2 separate regions of the Sus scrofa genome follow, and region 1 is linked to region 2. Evidence: chromatin contacts called from public Hi-C data. All regions are on one chromosome and are shown on one strand. Each heading gives the region's core, a stretch centred on a gene start, on an enhancer-like site or on the middle of the called end of the contact. The rest is flanking DNA. Distances are from core to core; before and after follow the strand shown. Region 1 holds the start of SUGP2 (SURP and G-patch domain-containing protein 2). Region 2 overlaps TMEM161A (transmembrane protein 161A).

What was found. A called contact is a pair of places that touch in the nucleus more often than the background predicts.
Region 1: a contact with region 2 is called in a Hi-C map of fetal liver, with 1.7 times the contacts expected there. The contact joins the promoter of SUGP2 here to the enhancer-like site in region 2. A contact is called at or near these places in 2 of 5 promoter capture datasets (fetal liver and liver), 10 of 47 Hi-C or Micro-C datasets (embryonic fibroblasts, fetal heart ventricle, fetal liver and 6 more) and 2 of 2 datasets of contacts at active chromatin or transcription factors (alveolar macrophages and skeletal muscle).

The regions. Positions count from the first base shown.
Region 1 is chr2:58,826,613-58,830,340 of Sscrofa11.1, forward strand. SUGP2 (SURP and G-patch domain-containing protein 2) reads left to right here and starts at 1,397. Exons shown (of 11, transcript XM_021083458.1): 1 at 1,397-1,669; 2 at 3,393-3,524. The coding sequence starts at 3,404. ARMC6 (armadillo repeat containing 6) reads right to left here and starts at 1,797. Exons shown (of 8, transcript NM_001243929.1): 1 at 1,496-1,797.
Region 2 is chr2:58,740,572-58,744,589 of Sscrofa11.1, forward strand. TMEM161A (transmembrane protein 161A) reads left to right here. Exons shown (of 12, transcript XM_021083443.1): 7 at 985-1,045; 8 at 1,144-1,287; 9 at 1,391-1,504; 10 at 1,655-1,829; 11 at 1,957-2,053; 12 at 2,229-4,018. The coding sequence ends at 2,482. Among named protein-coding and RNA genes, the nearest start is that of TMEM161A, 14 kb to the left of the region's middle. Within about 2 kb of position 2,095, at least 13 of the 83 cell types and tissues checked have an H3K27ac peak or open chromatin away from gene starts, as enhancers often do. A contact at or near this core is called in fetal liver, where this site is marked.

The DNA of each region.
Region 1 (3,728 bases), core at 147-2,646, 85 kb after region 2:
CCAGACCTTCAGGGTCCCCTAGATCCAGCCCAGCGCTGGGAGCCAGACTGAAAGTTCAGATCTTGGAGTTCCCATTGTGGCTCAGTGGCTAACGAATCCAACTAGGAACCATGAGGTTGCGGGTTTGATCCCTGGCCTCGTTCAGTGGGTTAAGGATCCGGTGTTGCCGTGAGCTGTGGTGTAGGTCGAAGATGTGGCTCAGATTCCACGTTTCTGTGGCTCTGGCATAGGCCAGTGGCTACAGCTCCAATTAGACCCCTAGCCTGGGAACCTCCATATGCCACAGGAGCGGCCCTAGAAAAGACAAAAAAAAAAAAAAAAAAAAGAAAGAAAGACAGAAAGACAGAAAGACAGACAGACAGACAGACAGACAGACAGAAAGGAAAGAAAGTATAGATCTGGAGCTTATGAGAAAGATGGTGCCTGGGAATGGTCACCTGGGAGCCACCTGGGGAATAGCCTCAGCCAGAAGAGGAGAGACAAAGCATTACCAGCTCTGGTACTGCATCCAAGGCATGTTAGGGGGAAGGGAGTCATCAAGGCTCCCAACTGACAGCCAGCTTCCCTTTTAAAGCCACAGTTCTGCTTATCAAAAAAACTGTCCTGATGAGCCAAGGACTCTGCATGATTCCTCTCCCTTCACCTGCCACACCCACCCTGGTTCAGGTGGCCTCACCTGCTTTCTCCCTGCCATACCCAGAGCCTCTACTCTCCACAAGGCAGCCAGAGAGAGACTTGAAAGCTCAGGGACCACCTCACTCACCTATTCAAAATTCTGCAGTGGCTTTCCAACCTTTGAGAACAAGACCCATGAGTTCCCTGGTGGCCTAGCAGTTAAGGATCCCATGTTGTCATTGCTATGGCTTGGGGCACTGCTGTGGCAGCGGGAGTTCTATCCCCGGCCCAGGAAGTCCCGCATGCCATGGGTGCAGCCAAAACCAAAACCAAAACCAAAGCCAGTCTCCTTACCAGCACTTTTCCTACCGGGACCTTCTCACCTGTGCTTCCCTGCTTCTTTCTCATTCTTCCCAGCTATCCAAGGGACAGCCTTCATAATCACTCTGGTCAAAGCATCCCCCGCTCTCCCATCACATCACTCTTTTATAATTTTAACATTATCTCAACATGGAGCGAAATAGTTCATTTATTTATTTGCTTTTGCTGTCTAGCCTCCTCCCCCAATGAAATTTAACTGCATGAGAGCTGGAGCTCCTTTTGTTAAACACCTTCCTCCATCCCCCCACCCCCACCAGCCTAGCATGGGGACGGACATGCAACAGTCACTCAGTACATATACAGGTGCTGAAAGAATGAATAAATGAAAAGAAAGCGAAAAGCAAGGAAGTGGGTAATTTTGTCTCCTGGCGGCTTCCGTAACAGTCTTTCATTACCCAAAACCAAGTCCTTGAAGGCCGCGCCACGGTCACTAGTCCGACCCCACGGCGTCCACTCCCTGCCTTGCGCGCGAGGGGGCTCGGCAGTCGCCACTTCTCACCCGGTCTTCCCGGCCACGTGGGAAAAGGGTGGGGTTCGCGGCTGTCACCAGCTGCAGCGCCGCTGGTCCCTTTCGGCCGCCGTACGCGCGCAGGCGCGCTGGCGCCGCCTCGCCTCGGCCCCTCTCAGCCTGGAGAACCGCTCCCTGGGTGACCAAGGGTGATCGCGGGTACAGGTAAGGCCAAGAGAGCCAACAGGTGTGAGGCAGCGGCGTCTCTGCCACCTTTTCCGGCCTGCTTCCCGTTACCGCCGCCGCCGGCAGACAAATTTTTTTGCCTCGGGAGTATCCGCCCCGAAGACCAGGCAGTGCGCCTGCGCAGAAGGGTTTGGCGACCGCTGCCTGCGTCCGTGCATCCCGGCTCGGTGGCGGCCTGCGCCTGCGCGGCGCGGCGCTGCGGAGACCGTTGGCTCATTTGCATGTCCCCGCCTCGCGCGGTGGCGGCGGCGGGTGAGGAGCCTGAGGCGGTGGCGGGGGCGGCTCCGCGCGCGGTGGGCTCGGGGTGAGGCCCGGGCCCGGGCGTCGTCTGCGGGTGGACCCCGGGGTGGTGGGGCTTGGGCGCAACACCGGGAACCCTGGGTCCCCGCGATGGCGCAGCGGGCTCGGCCCTTGGGCTGCGCGGCGGCCGCGTCAGCCTGGGGGGCGGTCTGCGGCCTCCCGGGCCTGACGCCCCCTTTTCTTCATCTTCGGAGGCTGAGAGGAGGCGGGCCGCTCCCGAAGGGGTTTATTCGTTCGTTCATTCATTCAGCCTGAGCCTGGAACAGCCCCTCTAGTGGGACAGTAACGGCGGCGGGTCGCTGAATTCGGCTGTTTGCTTTTTTTTTTTTTTTTAACCGATTCCATCCCCACAGCAACTCCTCATCATGAGCTGCCCATTCTATAGGTGGGGAAGTGGAGGCTCAGAAAGGTTAGGTCACTTGAATTGATCCCGGGCCACCTGGCCGGGAGACCCTCCCCTTCGATAGCACAGAGCAAGGGGTGCCTCAGAAAAAGGGCTGAAGGATGGGAAAAGGAGGTGATGATTATAAGAAATGAGTATAAGGCAGAAACAAGTTTGGGTTTTGAGGTTGGAGATTTCAAGATGGAAGGGATATCTTGGTGGTAAAGGACATTGCTACTGGATTCCCCTGTTTTGTTTTTCAGTCTTTTTCTACTCAGCCTTTAGGGCTTTGTCCCCACCACCAGGGCCCTGTGTGCCAGGTTCCAGTCTGGGCTACCTGACCTTGCATGGGTCACTGAGTCTGAATTTCCCTTTTGCATTTTTGTATAATTTTATTCATAATAGGACCCACTTCTTTCCTGGGTTGGTGTGAGAAGTAAATGGGCTTGTGGGATTCCCTCCCCTGCAGCAGGACCTGGCACAGAGTAAGCTCTGTCAGTAGGTCATTGTCACTGGTCAGGGACTTCTCCACTCACTCACTGAGAATTCTCTGTCAGAGGGGAAGTCTGCTCTCAGAGTTTCTTTGCTCTGTCTGTGAAATGGGAAAACAGAAATGGGAAATATCACATCTTCCCTAACCACCATTTGCAAGGTTAGGTTTGTCCCTGCTCCCCTACACTGTTGTGTTCAGTTTTATGTATTGCTTCGTGCAGTCCTTCAGTAACCCCAGGAGACAGGACTGCTTTTATAGAGCTGCTTTTAAGGGATTCTGAGGAAATGAGCTTAGAGAAGCAAAATAAATTGTCCGAGATCAACATGCTTGTCTTGCTCCTTCTCAGCTAACACACACCTCTGAGGTTCATGAGGGCAGAGCTCTTCTTAAAATAATCCAGCCTCCCTTTGAAATACCATGTCAGATTATGGATTATTGCCTTTTACTTTGAGGATTAGGTAAAATAGAGCAGGCTCTGTGAGCATTAGTTGTCACTCCTAGTGTCTTTTTTCCCCTTCTTACTGCAGGTCAGAGAAACATGGCAACAAGGAGAATTGCACAGGAGACTTTTGATGCTGTATTGCAGGAAAAGGCTAAACGATATCATATGGACCCCAGTGGTGAGGCTGTAGGTGAAGCTCTTCAGTTTAAAGCTCAAGGTAAACTGAACTGCTTATTTTGAGGGGCTGGAGGGGATGGGGCCTGTGTTTAGGGTCAGAGCAAGAGGATTTCAATGCTTTGGGCAAAATGCAAAAGAGCCTGCCTTCGTATTTGTTAAGAGAAGATAAAATTTTTTCCTGGTCCACTTGCCAATTCATTATGTAGAAGGAAGTATTGTTATTATTTGGAGCTTCTTCTCTCCG
Region 2 (4,018 bases), core at 845-3,344:
TATTTTTTTTATTTTTTTTGGTCTTTTCAGGGCTGCAACTGCAGCATATGGAGGTTCCCAGGCTAGGGGTCTAATTGGAACTGTTGCTGCTGGCCTACACCACAGCCACAGCAACTCGGGATCCAAGCCACATCTGCAACCTACACCACAGCTCATGGCAACACCAGATCCTTAACCCACTGAGCGAGGCCAGGGATCAAACCAGCAACCTCATGGTTCCTAGTCGGATTCCTTCCCGCTGTGCCATGATGGGAACTCCATCTTCCTTATTTCTTAATCTTCCTCCATATTTCCCACCGTCTTATTTTTCTGAGTTGGAACCCTAGTGATTTCTTCAGATCCAATTCATTAGTTCCTCCTTTGGCTGTTTCTAATATGCTTTTTAACAATCTATCACTTCAATAATTATATTTTCCCTTCAAAAGGACTTAATTGATTCCTTTGCAAATCCATCTGGTCATCTGAGGTAGTCTCATGTCACCTGATCTGCGATTCTACTTTTATTTGCCTCAGTCATTTCACACAGAATTTGATAATGCTGATTTCTGAAATCCTTGGGATCTACACTTTTTTTTTTTCTTTCTGTTGACTCGCCTTTATGGTGATTTGTCTCCTTGTGTGTTTGGTGATTTTGGCTGTGAGCTCAAATTTATTTGCTTTTACTCCATGGAAAATGTGGGGGCCTGAACTGAGAATTGTTTCTAGGACTTTAGTTTTCTCCTGGAATCCTCCAGCTTCCAGGAAGCTCAGACTCAGTGCCCTCCACCCCCATGTCCCCCAGTCCAGTCAATGGTGTCTGCCTAGCACATTCTGAGCTGCACATAATTGGACAACAAAATTGTCCTCATGCTTGTCACAGGGCCTGGCTGAAGCTAGTACATTCCTACCTGGGGAGCAAAAGGCTGTCTTGGGCGGGGTGTGGACAGAGTGGGCTCTGAGGCCCCAGGGGTCTACCGGACACCATCCTTTCTTTGTTTTTCCCAGGCCTGGACAGTATGACCCAGAACTTGGAGCCACTACTGAAGACACAAGACTGGGACTGGGCGTGAGTCCTGAGAAAGGAGGGGGGACAAGGCAGGCTGCTACTTGCAGGCATGATGCTGACCTGCCAAAGGGACCCCCTGACCTTTCTCTTTTCTCCAGTCTCCCGCTGGTCAAGCTGGTCATCCGGGTGGGGCTGGCGGCGGTAGGCTCCATGCTGGGCGCCTTCCTCACCTTCCCAGGCCTGCGTCTGGCCCAGACCCACCATGATGCGCTCACCATGTCAGAAGACCGGCCCATGCTGCAGTTACGTGGGGCATCGGGTGGGTGAGGGGTTAGGGAGCCTAGGGGGAGGGGCTGGGGGGATGGTGGGTACCCATGCCCACGCTCTCTGCACCCTTGCCCCCAGGCTCCTCCTGCACACCAGCTTCCTGTCCCCCCTGTTCGTCCTGTGGTTCTGGACCAAGCCCATTGCGCGGGACTTCCTGCACCAGGCGCCCTTTGGGAGCACTACGGTCTCTCTGTGCGTACGGGGTGGCGCTGGGAGGCAGGGCAGTTGGGGTCCCCCCCGGGGTACTCCAGTCTCTGAGGCTAAGGGAGGAGCCGTGCGTCCTGGGGGAGGATCCTGAGGGGGAGAGCAACCTCACTAGCCCCCTGGCTCCTCTCGGCACAGGCTGTCGGACTCGGCTTTTGACTCGCTGCGCCTCTGGGTGCTGGTGGCACTGTGCTTGCTGCGGCTAGCAGTGACCCGTCCCCACCTGCAGGCCTACCTGTGCCTGGCCAAGTCGCGCGTGGAGCAGCTGCGGCGGGAGGCTGGCCGCATCGAGGCCCGCGAGATCCAGCGGCGGGTATCGGCGGCACCCCGGACAGGGAGGAGGGAATCCTGGGCTCTGGGCAGGGCTCCCGGTCCCTCGGGGGTGGGGTCACCCGGACTCCGGAGGTCCCTGGCTGCAGCCACTGCTACCTGCCCACCAGGTGGTGCGGGTGTACTGCTACGTGACGGTTGTGAGTCTGCAGTACCTGACGCCGCTCATCCTCACCCTCAACTGCACGCTGCTGCTCAAGACGCTGGGTGAGAAGAACCTGCCTGGGCGGGGGCGGAGCCTTGGGTGGGGCTCGAAGGGCGTGGGTGGGGCCCGAAGGGGCAGGGGCGGGGCCTGGGGCTGGCGGGTGAGGATCAGTACAGGTGGGAGTCTCTGTGGCCTGAACCTCCACGCATTACTCCCTCCATCCTCCTCCTCTCGCAGGTGGCTACTCCTGGGGTCTGGGCCCGGTCCCCTCGCTGTCTCCTACCCCATCCTCAGCCCGCGATGGCCCGGTTGGCCCGGAGGAGGACGAGGTCCAGCAAACTGCTGCCCTGATCGCTGGGGCCCTGGGCAGCCTGCTCACGCCCCTCTTCCTCCGTGGCGTCCTCGCCTTCCTCATCTGGTGGATCGCCGCCTGCCAACTGCTCTCCAGCCTCTTTGGCCTGTACTTCCACCAGCACCTGGCGGGCTCCTAGCCGTCTGCAGATACTCCTGAGGTCCCAAGCTCTGGTCCTGGGCCAGCGGGACATGGGCCGCCCCCTCAGTGTCCCCAGGAGCAAGGCGGCCCTGGGAGTCTCTGCTGTGCTAGCTGTGCCACTCCCCTTCACCGCAGTGCCTGATTCTGTACCCCAGCCCCCTTGGACCTCGAGCTTCTGCCTCAAAACTGACTCCCCAGGCCCAGCTGCAGAGGGTCCCGTGGCCAGCTATTGTTCCCAGATTGCATGTGCCCAGTTTGCAGGGTGGTAAGGGTTGGGGGAGGGGGACACTCTTCTAAACAAATAAAGGAGCAAGCTGCTTTTTACAAAAAGGATTCAGGAGTTCCCCGTCGTGGCTCAGTGGTTAACAAACCTGACTAGCATTCATGAGAATGTGGGTTGGATCCCTGGTCCTGCTCAGTGGGTTAAGGATCCAGCATTGCTGTGAGCTGTAGTGTAGGTCACAGATGTGGCTCAGATCCCGTGTTGCTGAGGCTGTGGCTGTGGCTTAGGCTGGGAGCTACAGCTCCAATTCCACCCCTAGCCTGGGAAGCTCCATAAGTGGCCCTAAAAAGACAAAAGACCAAAAAAAAAAAAAGGTTCAAATGGTTTGGGAGGCAGCTTCCCATAGGCTCTCGGGTCACCTGAGTGCACAGAGGTGGGGGATTGGGACTTCAGTGTTGAGTGATGGGGATGATGGAGGGTGAGCGTAGCAAAGGCCTGGGAGGAAGAAGGGAGGAGAGAAGAAAAGGGGGTGAGAAGAAATGTACAAAAAGTGAGAAGTGAGAGAAACACCTGGCAAGGGAAGTTGAAGTTGGTGAGCCTATGATGCAGGGCAGGAGGCCATGGTGGCTACAGACCTCTTCCACTGATATAGGGGGGCTGCTCTTTTATTTATTTAGTCATTTTAGCAGTGCTTGCAGCATATGGAAATTCCCAGGCCACAGGAGTGGCCTAAACCACTGCAGTGATAACACTGGTTCCTTAATCCTTAACCTGCTGCACCACAAGAGCACTTTCATATCAAGGTCACACACAGCCAATGGGCCCATCATTGAGTCCATGGTGACCCAGGGAAGGAGCAAGTGCGGCCATCACTGACTCTGGCATTTTCCTGTAGCTGTGGCCACCTAGTGGGAAACTGATGTGTGTGCATGTGTGTGTGTATTCTAACCTACACGTTTTTAAACCAAATCCAGCTGACAGAAATTTTTTTTTTCTTTTTCCTTTTTTTTTTTTTTTTTTTTCAGAGCTGCACCCATGGCATGTGGAAGTTCCTGGGCTAGGATTTGAATTGAAGCTGCAGCTGCCGGCCTACGCCACAGCCACAGCAATACCAGATCTAAGCGTTATCAGCATTGTGGCAATGCTGGATCCTTAACCCACTGAGTGAGGCCAGGGATTGAACCTGCATCCTCATGGATACTAGTTAGGTTCTTAACCTGCTGAGCCACAATAGGAATTCCCAGCTGAGTAAATTTTAAAGATCAATGATTCATGAATCGGGCTGTATGCAATCTAACAGATAGAAAGGAA